Regions from separate parts of the Mus musculus genome. Here regions 1 and 2 are each linked to region 3. A link is a contact called in public promoter capture Hi-C data. All regions are on one chromosome and are shown on one strand. Each heading gives the region's core, a stretch centred on a gene start, on an enhancer-like site or on the middle of the called end of the contact. The rest is flanking DNA. Distances are from core to core; before and after follow the strand shown.

Region 1 (4,414 bases), core at 1,884-4,383, 170 kb before region 3:
ACTTTTATCTGGCGAGTGGCTGTCTACCTCCTCCAGAGAGAGGTACGCTCCTATCATGGCCTGCAGAGGCTGGGAGGGATTTAAGGGGCTCCTGTGCTGGGTTCCTACTGGAGGTAGTACGGACCATGGACCTCTTTGCGATTTGCCCGTTTTGAGGGGTGGCCACCACGGTATTTGCTGAAGGCTGTCCTGGGTTCTGCCTCTTATTCTTACTCATTCCCCTCTCCATCTTTGTCTAGAACAGATTTCCTGATGCCCCAGCCTGTCCTGTCCCTCCTTTTATGACTTATGAGTCTTTGGCTAGGCATCCCCATACCCCTGTACCAGCTTGGGCCAGAGTGAAGGGACACATGGTTCTAATTTTGAATGGCTGTGTGTATGCAGATCCCCCAGCTAATGTCCCAGTGGGATAGGGGGGACACTAGACAGAACACCTCTATCTATAGCTCCCCTCATAGTCTCAGCTAGATCTCCTGTGCTCCCAGACTTCCCCTTCAGCCTGGCTCTGGAACAAGGCTACCCTGTCTTGCCCAAATACAGAGGCTTAGCTAGATTTAAGCTTTGTGGCTGCTACACGCTCACAAACACAGCAACACGTGCATGGTTGTCCAGGCTGTTGGTGTGAGAGACACATGGGACAGACTAACAAACTTCATCCTTATGAAAAAAAAAAAAGAGGCTGCTGGGACTCAAAAGTAAATGTGATCATCTACTTATATATTTAAAGCAACTTTGAATGGGAATTGAAATGTACCGACTCATTCCAGAAAGATAAAATTTTGAAAATCTTTACACGTTGATGGGTCATCCTGACACCACTTATAATGCCACCAAAATTTGGAAGCTCGTTGGCCAGAGCAAGACAGACTTCTGAGGACCTTTTTTTTTTCCCTTGAAGCACGAGTGTGTTTCTTGTTAAAAGCTCTAAATCTGGTAGCACAATGAATAGCCTCCGTTTCTATTTAAGTTTTGTTGATCAAAAAAAAAAAAAAAACCCAAAAAACTGTGGGTTCCTGGTTTGTCCCCTTGACAATTTTCAAGAGCACGTGCCTTTGTTATCCAGCACTCTGCTGAACCTCACCCAGCCTTCATCCCATGCCCGGAACTCAGGCTCTCTCCTGGAGCCCTGAGAAAGGTCACCCAGGGAGTGCAGTGGGAATAAGCTGACGAACCCTGGCTGGACAGGGGCAGACTGAGCAGGACCAGAACACTCAGGCCCCCAGAGGCCCTGCAAGATGAAAGCGCTCTCTCTCTGCTGACTTTGTGGCAGGATCCACGCACAGAGTTGGGATGTGGTTGGATTCATGTGCAATGATACCCAACGTGACTGTCCCCACAAGGAACTGTTGGAGAAGCAGGGCAGCAAGAGAGAGAAGTGGAAAGAAGCAGGCAGAGGTGTGACCCTGGAACACAATTATACTTCATGGTGTTTCAATGGCCCCTGTCTTGAGGAATCTCACATGAGGACCAGGTAGAGGCCCTATTAGTGGTAATGTTTCTGGGAAACAGACTTCAGAATAGGCTGTTGGTGTTTTATTTTGTTTTGATTTGCAGTGTAGTGTGTGTGTGTGTGTGTGTGTGTGTGTGTGTGTGTGTGTGAGACAGAAAGAGAGAGAGAGAGAATTTATGCACATACTTTGGTGGTCAGAGGACAGCTTTGGGTGTGACTTCTCCTGCCCACAGTTCCCCACTCACTTCCAAGGAACTCTCTGTGAGCAAACAGCATTCCTTCTCCAGCCTCTGGGCAGGTCTTAGCGGGTGCCTCCACTACCCAGGCCCTCTGACCTCCTTAGAAAGTTATTATGCAGCCGTGTAGGTTATACCTCAATAAGACTACATTTTTTTCCAGGTGTCTCTTTTTGTAAAGACCTAATATTTAGAACTGGATTCCTACCAGATGGCACATTCATTTAGTGTATCTCCCATCATGCTTGACACGACAGGACTCAACATTTCTGGTCCTCAAGACCTGGGCATAATGGCACTAGAATGACAGAGGCAGGAGGATGACCATTTGGAACTAGCCTGAAATATATAGAGAGACTGTCTTAGGGTGTTCATTGCAGCGATGAAGCACTGCAGCCAAAAGCAGGCTAAGAAGGAAACGGTTTATTTGGCTTCTATTTCCACACTGAAGTCCATCATTGAAGGAAGTCAAGACTGGAACTCAAACAGGTCAGGAACCTGGGGGCAGGAGATGAAGCAGAGGCCGTGGAGGGATGCTGCTTACTGGCTTGTTCCTCATGGTTTGCTCAGCCTGCTTTCTCATAGAACCCAGGACCACCAACCCAGGGACGATGAGACCCACAGTGGGCTGGGCCCTTCCCCATCAATCACTAATTAAGAAAATGCCTTAAAGCTGGATCTTATGGAGGCATTTTCTTTAACTGAGGTTTGCTCCTCTCAGATGCCTTTAGCTTGTGTCAAGTTGATGTACAAACCAAGCAGTGCCTCTTCAGTGGCCTTGGATACGATCCAATGCACAACCCTCTCTCAGAAACCTCCACTTGCAACACCCACCAACAGACAGCGACATCTCAACAGCAAAGCAAGCACACAGGCACGACGCAAGTTTGGAGAACTGGAGGCCAGCTGCCAGGCAGAGACACAGTCTGTTCCCAGCTTGTCTTTCAATCTCACTGTGCAGCTTGGGGCACAACTCTCTGACTTTGGCACCTTCCTCCTCTTGGACAGGGAGGTCACTAGGCCTCTTCTAGTTTCCTTGGTCCTTCTAGGCCTCAACCCTTAGAAAAACGCAAGAAGGACTGAGTGTCTGCGTTCCTGGGCTTCCTTGATCTAAAATGCAGCCCTGGCAGCCGGAGGAAACCAGGAGCAGACCTCTGCAAGAAAGGGCGAGCAAGCTCCCTTGGACTGGAGCTGACCCCGAGCGTGAGGAACACTTGCTGAACCCTTTGAAGCTGGGGCTGTCCTTCGGGTGGGGCAGGAGTCCGGCTGGGAAGGATTTTTCTTATTGGCAAGCATTTCCTTTTCTCTGGCATCCCTTTTCCCCAGGAATTCCCTTTAGCTAAAAGAGAAAGCAAACAAAAGCCACCCTCTCCACAGACAGGAGCCTTTTCTCTGACTGCGAGGTCCTGATAAGAGAACCCGTCTGCCAATGGCTGCATCCTGTTCCAGAACCCTGTAGCTGCCTCTGCCAGGCAAAGCCTCTTTGGCCCGTGATTAATGGGCAGCCGCGGGTGGGGTGCAGTGTGCTGGACAGCCTTCAGGTAGTGGCTACAAGGTCAATGGTAGGTGAAGTTCTGGAATAGTACGAGAAGTCAAACCACCAGGCAAGTCTGTAAACTTGTCCAGCCGTGACTAGTTTATGTTTATGTCTCAGCCAATTACCCCCCCCCCCCCAAGCTTAGGCCTATCTCCCCCTCCCCCTTTTAGGCCTACCCCCATCCCTACACCCCCTGGTTAGTCACCAAAATTGTAACAGCTTCCAGATATGGCTAAGCTGTGGGACCATCTGAGGGAGTCCGAGGATAGCTATGAACTACTATTTAGAGGCCAGAGGCTGTCGTCAGGCCGCTTCCTCTGTCATTCTTCACCTACGTTTTGAGGCAGAGTCTCTCACTAAACATGAAGCTCATGAGTTTGGCTAGGCTGGCTAGCCGGCCATGAGCTCAGACAGTCCCCCTGTCTCCTCTCCCAGCACCGAGGTTACAGCGCTAGCCACCTCATCTAGGGATAGGAACTCAAGTTCCTGCTCTCGTTACCCACTGCTCCATCCCTTCAGCCACCCAGGGCATCCTCTCTATTCTAAGGGACATCTGCTTTGGCGGAGATCTAGCTGAGATAAGTTCTGCTATGGAGAATTCTCACATTCAACACAGAAGCCACTTGCCACATGTGGTTAGGTAGCATGCACCTGAATGTGGTCAACCCAAACTAAGACAGGAGAGAGATGCAAAATATGCCCTGCGCCTTAACGACTTAAAGTGACCCTCCTTCCCAGCAAGTAAAAGAACCCACTAATCATCTTTACACTGATACAGAAATATTAAATGTCAAGATGCCGTAGCATCTCCCTTATAAACCTTAGTTCAGACGTTATCAACACGGTGCCTGGAACCCATTGATCAGCAGCTGTGTTAGGTATAGCCCTGGTGGGAGCATTTAGGAAGGGCATATACTCCCATGTTTTGCCATAGCTTGATACTCAAGAGAGATTTTTTTCAGAGTAGAACTTGGGACACCAGCATCAATCCTCACTAGTAACTACAGGGCTTTGAGAAGCCTAGTTCCCTGGATTGGAGTTTTAGCATCCACAAAGTGGCTCAGAGTCCTTCCATCTTTTGTAGTGAACTTCAACAGTTCCCACATTCTGCATTACCTCTACCATGATACAAGCTTCCTGATTTGTATCATAATTAAAAAACAATAGGGTTAGCAGGATGCTGCCGTGGGT
Region 2 (4,793 bases), core at 2,225-4,724, 140 kb after region 3:
TGCAGTTACCTGCCCGATCTTTTTCCCATAGCTCCCTTCATCCTGAGGTCATAGTGTCGGTATTGGAATACCTGCTTTCCTGCAGTAAGCTGAGTCACTGTCCTGTTTTCTGCATTAATAGCCATCACCAAACATAATCTGATATGTTGTGGTCTGTGCTCCCTCCATTGGCTTCAAGTGTTCTCATCCTGCTGGTGGGAGCTTAGTAACTGAACCCAGAAAAAGAACGTGAATGCTTCCCCCCCCAAACTCAGCCTGACCTCCACATGTATTCCCGCAGGCCCCTTAACCCGCACACCTCTCCTATGCCACCTCTTTGTGTTCAGTGCTGCAACAGCCAGTGCAAGAGGCTGGAACCCCGTGGATACAGGAAGCTGTTCCGGTGGCCATGCCCTGCCCTTCCTCACCGGCAGGCAAGGTCTGCACACTTCACGCTGACCAAAGGATGAATGCTTTGCATGGCCGGTTCTCAGTGAGGTCATTTCCTGTGTCTTGTCACTCACTGCGCCTGCCTCTGCTTAAGAGCCCGAGGTGAGCTGTCACCAGATCACGAGTCAGCAGCAGCCTGTGGGCTATAGCAGTTAGACCCTCTGGGCCAGCCCCTCGGACATACCATTGATGGATCTGTCAAATGGCTCAGCCTCTTCATAGTAGCCCTCAGGGGACTCGATCTTTGGAACGGTGGGCTGTTTCCTCTCTGGAATCTGTAGCACAAACAAAGCCAACAGCTTCAGATGGAGCATACTGGGAGCAACTAGGGTTAACCTTTCATGCGGGGAGAGGGAGAACTCCAGGTTTTATGCTATGTGACCGGTGCTTATGGTCCTCTCGTGGGGTGTCATGGTGACGTCTTCCAGGATGGGTAGAGCCTGGCAGTGAGCTAGTTCCAAGCCTGCCGCTCTCAATTCTGAGTTTCTCTGGGGTTCTGAAGCTGCTTCAACCTTACCAGTTCTTCTGTCTGGTGGCACAGCCCACATCTGCCATACGACAAAAGAGACCAGCAAGGACTAGCTCCTTCATTAAGGATCACCCAGGGGGAGGCCTTTGCTGTAAAGAGCCACACCCAAATCTTCAAGAGAAGGAAAGCCTTCTCTCTTCCAGCCCCTCCGTATTCTGGACACTCACTCAGAACCAAACCAGATTCCTCACGGCTCAAACCTTGAGACCACTGTTCTCAGCTCCCTGTGGTCCCCAGTGGTGTCTGGGTACACAGGAGATTGAGAACCACAACCTCCACCACTGATCTCACTGCTTCTCACCCAGAAAAACACGGGCTGGTACTCCCCATCACAGACTGCGTTCTGCCTCTCCCGAGCAGTGTGCCTGGAGCACTCCAGCACCCCAGAGGCAAGGCAGAGACGAGCAGCCTGAGAGGACATGTGACCGTAGATGGTTGGGCTCACGGGGTGGTTTGAATAAGGAATGGCCCCTACAGACTCATGTGTTTGCATGCTTGACCTAGAGGAAGTGGTTCTATTAGGAGGTGTGGCCTCATTGGAGTGGGTATGGTCTTGTTGGAGAAGGTGTGGCCTTGCTGGAGAAGGTGTGGCCTTGTTGGAGTAAGTGTGGCCTCATTGGAGGAAGTATGTCACTGTGGAGGTGGGCTTTGAGATCTCATATATGCTCAAGCTATTCCCAGTGTGTCAGTCTCCTGTTGCCTACAGATCAAGTTGTAGAACTCTCAGCTCCTTCCCCAGTACCATGTCTGCCTGCACACCACCATGTTCCCAGCCATGACAGTCATGGACTAAACCTCTGAAAATATAAGCCAGCCCCAATTAAATGTTTTCCTTTATAAGAATTGCTGAGGTCATGGTGTCTCTTCACAGCAATAGAAACCCAAATACAATTTGTCTAGGCTGTAGTATTTAAAAAAAAAAGCAGAAACGTCTGTCACTTGCAAACACAGAGGGTTAAACTGTGCTGGGCAACATGAAGTGTTCGGTAAATGTCTGTATTTACTAGCCTAAAGAAAAAAATAGTCGGGGCCTAGCAAACACAGAGTGGATGATCACAGTCAGCTATTGGATGGGTCATACGGCCCCCATGGAGGAGCTAAAGAAAGTACCCAAGGAGCTAAAGGGAACTGCAACCCTATAGGTGGAACAACAATATGAACTAACCAGTGCCCCGGAGCTCTTGTCTCTAGCTGCATATGTATCAAAAGATAGCCTAGTCGGCCATCACTGGAAAGAGAGGCCATGTGGACTTGCAAACTTTATATGCCCCAGTACAGGGGAACACCAGGGCCAAAAAGGGGGAGTGGGTGGGTAGGGGATTGTGGGGGTGGGTATAGGGGACTTTTGGGATAGCATTGGAAATGTAAATGAGGAAAATATCTAATTAAAAAAAATGTTACAAAAAATATATAAAAACATCAAAGTCCCATGTGTATGTCCTATAATCCCAGACACAGCGACTTACCATTAGATACCGAAGGACAGAGATGCTAACGTCTTAGGACTAAGGAAGAAGAACCACTCTGTTCAGTATCAGCACCATAAGGTCCACTGTGTTAAGCACCAGCATCAAGATGCGAAGATTGTGATTGTCCTGGATGGTTTTACATCAACTTGACACAAGCTAGAGTTATCTGAGAGGAGGGACTCTCCGCTGAGACAATGCCTCCATAAGACCCCAGCTATATGGCATTTTCTTATTAGTGATCAGTGGGGGAGGCCCCAGCCCACTGTGAGTGGTGCTTTCCCTGGGCTGTTGGTTCTGGGTGCTGTAAGAAAGCAGGCTGAGCAAGCCATGATGAGCAAGCCCATAAGCAGCACCCCTCCATGGCCTCTGCATCAGCTCCTGCCTCCAGGTTCCTGCCCTGTTTAAGTTCCCATCCTGACTTCTTTCAATGGTGAACAGAAATATGGAAGTATAAGCCAAATAAATCCTTTCCTCCTCAACTTGCTTTCTGGTTCACAGTGTCTCTTCACAGCAACAGTAACCCGAAGACGGTAAAATCATTAACCAAAGATGCAGGAGACTGGATTTCAGTGCTGAAATAACCAGCTATCATCAGAGGGGGAGACAAGGAAGAAGCCACTGTGAGCTGCAGGGTTTACCAAGAGCCACAGTTCTGCTTGTTCTCCAAAGGGCCAGCCAGCAAATATTTTAGGAATCTGTGGCCCCTTGGGGTCTCTTATCTCAGCTACTCACTCCTAAGCTCCATGGTCCTAGATGACCCAAGGCAGTCATGCAAACTTCCCTGGGGAACAACCCACTGTGGAAAACTCTGGGGCCACACTGACCGCGAAAATGCCATGTCAGCTGCTTCCCTACCAGGAAGCTCCATTGAGATCAGTGCTAATGTCACGGTCAGGCCTCAGGAGGTGTGTGGGGGAGGGGTGGCGCTTGCCAAGATGGTACAGTGGCCAGCGGACATCTGCTTCTCTTGCAGTGACCGCAGCACCTGGCTGTGCAGCCTGCAGCCTGGAAAGACTTAAGCTGTGAGTCACTGTCCACACCCACAAGTTTGCTCCAGATCCTTGGCTGCCCTCCACGGCTGGATGGACCTGTTCTGACTGTGGGGACTACAGTAAGGACCTCGCCACCAGAGATGAGTTAGGGATGAGCTGACGAGCATCCCAAGGCCAGGACAAGGACCACCATCCTGGCCCAGACACAGGCATTAGGGGTCCAGCATTTGGGTGAAGGTTTCCCCATAGCACACTGATCATGTAGAGTCAGGAGAGGGAGGAGGGAATCTCTGTCTGAGGAAGGCTGGATGGAACTGCCATGAGGTCTTCCTGGGAGGCATAGGCAGCCATGACTCTTGTGTTTCCTCGTCCTGATCCACCTGACCCTGCTCCTCTGGAAACACTGGACTAAGACTTTTACTGCTTTGGGCAGAGTAGGAAGGCCTGAGGGGCCCGAGCATGGGCATGCATGTGCGGGTGGGGAAGAGAGGGCCTGGGGAGCAGAGACCACCCTTCCTCACACCACATCTGGAATCATTGGAGGGCAGTAGCGGGTGCCTAGGAAAAATCTTGGAAGGCCTTAGACATGTCATACCCTTCTAGCAAAGAAAGTCCATCTGGTAGAGGGAGGGCCCTGTACTGTAATGTCAGCTGGTGCTGCTGGAATGGTCCCCAGGCCTGGAGTCTGTCCACAGGACAATTACCACGCCTCGGAAAGGCTCCTGAGACTGAACTATTCCTGGGCGGTGACAATGTCTCCATCTCGAGCACCGACTTCCGCTCAGACAGGCCCGAGCCGCCCCATCACAGACAGAGTAGGAAGGATGAAGCAGGAGAGGACCACGTCTACCCTGCCCTTTGCCCTCATACGGAGACCCTTCAATCTTCATGCTGGGGAATGCCGTGAATCCCAGAGGCTTCGGGGTTCACTGGACTGGATTCTTTAGAACTATGACCAAAGCCCAGGCTCTCTGCTCTCTACACTGTGTTTATGAGACACAGATTTCTGGAATAGTTAAGACTCAGTGCCAGGAGAACTCTGCCTATTGAATATATCATCCCTCCTTGCGTTGACCCAGGAGTATCTGGCTTGGCAGGTGGCATTTCACATCAGCAAAATCACAGTGAGCTATGCCTAGGAGAGCTTATCGTAGAACCACACTGTTCTACCCAGAACCACCCACTGCTGCTGGTGACAGCCAGATAGGGGAGTGCCAGGAAAGTGTCTCTCCCAGACCCCCAAAGTACTGGGGTGAGAGTGAGGTGGGGAGGAGCTGGGAGGAGCAAAGTCCCCCACTCTGCTTAGGGCCAGCAAGAAGCCTGTGTTGACATCTGTCCTCTCTGCCTCCTGGACGTCCACTTAGGCCAGGCCTC
Region 3 (4,437 bases), core at 503-3,002:
TCAGATTTCTGTCGATTGATAATTTCCCTGTACTTTGATAACTCATCTTCCGTTCTTAAGCGTTCATCTTCTAGACATTTCGCCTGTGAAATGATCACAGTCAAGCTAAGCACAGACCGCCGTGCTCCATATGAACTCTCTCAGACAGGGCAGACACAGGAGTAACCTGAGACAAGTGCTGCAGGAGCTGCTGTGAGGAGACAGGAAGCTGCTGTCCTTATCTCAACGACAACAACTCCCCTGTGTTCAACTGCAGTGAACACCTGACACAACAGGACAGACATGGCAGACACTCGGTACTGTGCTGTGGTCTCAAGTCATGGTGCCTGCACAAAACCCTACTTCTAGATAAGCGACTGGCACGTGGAGCCAGCGTGTAAGTCCTAAGAGGGAGATTACTCTGACCACAGATTATTCACTAACATTGTTAGAAACTACTATTAAATACAGTCAGAAGGAGTATTTTGGGTCTGCCAACGACATAAGGGTGCTGTAAGGTCCACCCATTCTGCCAACTGCTCTGCTGTCCTTAGCTCCAAAGCCCAGATGTTCCAGGTGCAGATGCTGAAGTGTGCCATGAGCAAGGATGCATGGCAAGCACTTCCAGTGACTAACATAACCTCAGCTCAGCAAGAGTCAGTGGCAGTGCAAATGCTAAAGAAAATGCTAGTCTTTTCCTAAGTTCTTTTATTTTGAAAGATTTCTAAGCATTGCTTTCTGAACACCTTAAAAAGCAGAGTAAACTAAGAGTGTTCATCCCACCTGAGTTAGGAGTGAGGAACTGCTTACCTTCGTTCTCAATGTCCGTAGCTCATCCATGCCCTCCTTAAATGTCCTCTTTAGATCTTCTAGCTCCTTTATTTTGGCATGATGCATCTGGAAGAGACACAGATCGCTGAGAGACACAGGCGCACTAGCAGTATCCTGCCTGGTTTTCCTAAGAAGGCCTTATCTGTGGACAGTCACGAATGCACCACTCCTCTTCCTGAGTCACAGCCCAGCCAATCAGGATGTATTAGAGAGTGCGGAAGAACTAAACTCACCTCCAGCTGGTCAGATTTCTCTTGCATTTGTTTTTCAAGTTCTCCTTTTGTAACTCTGAGCTTTGCATCAAGCTCATTTGACTTAATTTCTTCAGATTCCTAATGGAAAAACAATGAAAAACACTTTTACTTTGAAAATAAACAAAGCTTTGCTATCAAGTTTACTAGCTGTGCAATAGATTATGCAGCCAAAACTGGAGAAAGTATTGAAGGACTTTAAGTGTTAACAGAGCAGAAACAGGAACAGTGCACTTTGAGTGTATGACATAATCCAGTGTTTTCTACGACGTTTTGAAGGGAAAGTCTCTGATAAGATGAGTCATGTGGTGTGCCCATGGAAGCCAGAGCTAACACCAAGCCTCTTCCTCAAGTGCCCTTCACTTTATTTTTGAGACAGGATATCATATAACTTGAGCTGATTTGATTGACTTGGCTCGACTGGCTGGCCAGTGAGCTGCATGGACCCACCTCTCTCTTCACCCTGACAAAGCCAAGGTTAGGGGTTCACACTGCCACACTCAGCTTTTATGTGGGCGCTCAGGTTCTTATGCTTGCCCACTAGACCGTCTCCCCACTTGAACTGCAGGTACTACAGCACAGGAACTAACCTGTATTTTAACTGAGTGCTTCAGAAATGCACGTACACTGCACAGTGGCAGACTTGGAACGTGCATGAGCACAGAGCTCTGATAACGGACTTCTCACCAAGGAAGCCTACCTGATAGGTCTTTATCATGTCCTGACAGTTCTGCCGGATTTGCTCAGCTTCCTCCTTTGCCTGGGTTAGTTTTGTAGTTGTTTCTTTGAGTTTATCTTTGGTTTCCTACAATGACAACACGACAAAGACAACATCAGGCACAGCGAGGTGGAGGACAGTGAGAGCAAAGAGGTCCCCGCTTGTGGGGTTCAGTAACAGCAACAAGGAGGTGTGACCTTGTGGGTGGGCTTTGAGGTTTCAAAGCTCACCCTTTCTGATACCCAAGGACCCAGATGTACTCTCTCAGTCCTTCTACAGCACCACGTCTTCCTGAAGTCCACCATGCTTCCCACCATGACAACAATGGACTGAGTGATGTAGTCCCCAATTAAATGTTTTCCTTTATAAGAGCTGCTGTGGTCATAGTGTCTCTTCACAGCAATGAAAACCCTAACTAGGACACTGTTGTAGCACTAGACTAAGGGGATTAAGCAGGAGTCTAACAGTTTGCTTGTTTCTGACGGGGAAAATGGCTAACAGTGAGACTGATGGACAGTAAGTTAATCAGCAGTCTTCCCCAGAGTCCTCTAAATGACTTCAGCACTGAGAAAAGCAGTCTTCTACGGTTCTTTGCACATTGCAGAGAGTCTCTGGCTGTGGCTGTGATATCCATTTGAAACTCCCTTTTAACTGAACGACACTACTGAACATGGCCTCTGCTTTGAGACTGCTAAATGGCATTCTTCATGCAGGATTTTTAGGGATTTCCTCATCAAAACCTGTTGCTTTTCCCTCATTCTTATTTTTCACTCACCTGCTCTAGTCCTGACTGCCTGACTCTTCAACTGTCCCTTGCCAATTCCCACTGAAAACATACACACTTTCTTTTGTATAGTCTATCTTCCTTATTATTCCTTGCTTGCTTCCTGCTCTCTGGTGATCTCTCTCCCAGCTTCCTGACTGCAGATGCAACGTGATCAAGGCCCTCAAACTGTCAGTCATGCCTTTCCTGCTCTAGTGCAAAACTGTGAGTCAAAAAGACTTCCCTTCCTTATGGTACAGCGATGAGGAAAGTAATGACTGACACCTGCTGCTCCTGTGGAGATCCTTTGGGCTCCTGTGAGGCCTAGGCAGCAGCCTCTGCTCTGGGCAGCTCAGTGACCCTCTTTTGTTCTTATGCTTGGGCAGCGTAGCCTTTGTCTCTTCAACATCTGCCCTGCACCTAGGCTCCACACATTACTCCATATGCCATTTTAACAATAAACATCTTATAACTAGCACTTATCTACCTTGAGGTACTGGTCTTTGATAGTCAGGGGCCAGTATCACTTAAAATATAGCAACACAATAACCAGAATACTTTTCCACAGAGCCTTAGACAAAGTATAAACAACCGTGGTTCTGCATCCTCACTCCTGTGACTAAGACACAACTGACATATATAGTTCTGGTCCATTTCAACACCCTAAATCCAGCAAGTGAGAGTGCCAGATAACACTGAACATTTGAATAAATGAAAACAAATCCCATTGTGTCAGGTTAAGGATGCTTACTGTCTATATTCTACCTATCAGCTGACCACTTACAGAGCTCACCGGATGACCTCAGTTGTCAGGCCACACCTTCCACCTTGTTGCCGATGCAAGCACCAGGCTAGTCAGTCTACAAATTTCTGGAGATTCTCCTGTATAGGACCCCATCTCAATACACACACACACACACACACACACACACACACACACACACGCATGCACATACACACACAAGCATGCACACACATGTGTGTACACATGCGCGCGCATAAGCACACACACACAGACACACAAGTACCCCTGTTTTGACATGGGTTTTTGGAAATTTGCCCTCAGGTTCTCATTGGTACGAGCACCCTGACCCACTGAACCATCTCCGCAGCCTTATAGGCACTGTTCTATTCTCAAGGGAAAGAGCTGAGCAAGCAAACCAAACTCTCTACCCCCGAGAAGCTGACAGTCTACTGCTAGAGGTAAATAAACAAAGGAAGCACACAAAGGCTTGGATGTTCAGTACGCTAGGGGCAGGAGTTAAGGAGCAGAAATGAAGCAACAACAAAGCATGGGAGAGCGGGCAGTTCAGAGCTTGCGCAGAAAGGCTAAGCAGCTTCAGTGTGCACAGGCTTGAAAAGTGTAAGATGAGAGGCTGCATGTGTGACAAGGATGAACCCATGAGATCAAGGCTGAACCCAAGCCTTTTGTCCTCAAAGTAAAAGAATGAGTTGTCATTTATTCAAATAGGGGGGTGGTGGAGGGAGAACACTTTATTAGTTCATCTTAAGCGAATGTAAGTTATTGACAATGTCAGGTATAAAGAATGCAGTTGAATGCAGCCGATGTTGGGTAGAAAGGACGCAGCTTAAGTTATACATTTGGGAATCACCTGAATGAAGTTTGTTACTGCTCATTTCTTGTTTGTTTGTTTGTTTTGAGAAAGAGTTTCATGCAGCCTAGGCTGGCCTCGAACTTGCTACATAGCTCAGGTAACCTTGAACACTACGTGCTGGGGTCATATGAGAATGGAATCCAGGGCTTCACGTACTCTCAGCTCTCATCAACTGAGCCATGGTTCCAGCCTATGGACCACCGTTTAATCCATGCTCTTGTCTTCCGTTAATTCTGCACAATTCCCTTTCATATTAATTTTAAATCCCATCCATGTCTC

Evidence for each region. Capture Hi-C pulls out chosen DNA fragments and counts their contacts.
Region 1: a promoter capture Hi-C map of adipose tissue shows a contact between it and region 3. The contact joins two enhancer-like sites. A contact is called at or near these places in 1 of 39 promoter capture datasets (macrophages), 1 of 15 datasets of contacts at CTCF or cohesin (the NIH/3T3 cell line), 1 of 115 datasets of contacts at active chromatin or transcription factors (pancreatic cancer cells) and 3 of 9 other capture datasets (adipose tissue, liver and pancreatic islet).
Region 2: a contact with region 3 is called in a promoter capture Hi-C map of adipose tissue. The contact joins two enhancer-like sites. A contact is called at or near these places in 2 of 484 Hi-C or Micro-C datasets (both in embryonic stem cells), 1 of 115 datasets of contacts at active chromatin or transcription factors (pancreatic cancer cells) and 3 of 9 other capture datasets (adipose tissue, embryonic stem cells and pancreatic islet).

The regions. Positions count from the first base shown.
Region 1 is chr19:56,628,663-56,633,076 of GRCm38.p6, forward strand. No RefSeq gene overlaps it. Among named protein-coding and RNA genes, the nearest start is that of Gm32441, 34 kb to the right of the region's middle. Within about 2 kb of position 3,134, at least 25 of the 459 cell types and tissues checked have an H3K27ac peak or open chromatin away from gene starts, as enhancers often do. A contact at or near this core is called in adipose tissue, where this site is marked.
Region 2 is chr19:56,936,622-56,941,414 of GRCm38.p6, forward strand. Afap1l2 (actin filament associated protein 1-like 2) reads right to left here. Exons shown (of 19, transcript NM_001177797.1): 5 at 614-704. Among named protein-coding and RNA genes, the nearest start is that of Gm38597, 39 kb to the right of the region's middle. Within about 2 kb of position 3,475, at least 60 of the 459 cell types and tissues checked have an H3K27ac peak or open chromatin away from gene starts, as enhancers often do. A contact at or near this core is called in adipose tissue, where this site is marked.
Region 3 is chr19:56,800,124-56,804,560 of GRCm38.p6, forward strand. Ccdc186 (coiled-coil domain containing 186) reads right to left here. Exons shown (of 16, transcript NM_170757.2): 7 at 1,762-1,866; 8 at 1,044-1,142; 9 at 790-876; 10 at 1-83. Among named protein-coding and RNA genes, the nearest start is that of Ccdc186, 20 kb to the right of the region's middle. Within about 2 kb of position 1,753, at least 51 of the 459 cell types and tissues checked have an H3K27ac peak or open chromatin away from gene starts, as enhancers often do. A contact at or near this core is called in adipose tissue, where this site is marked.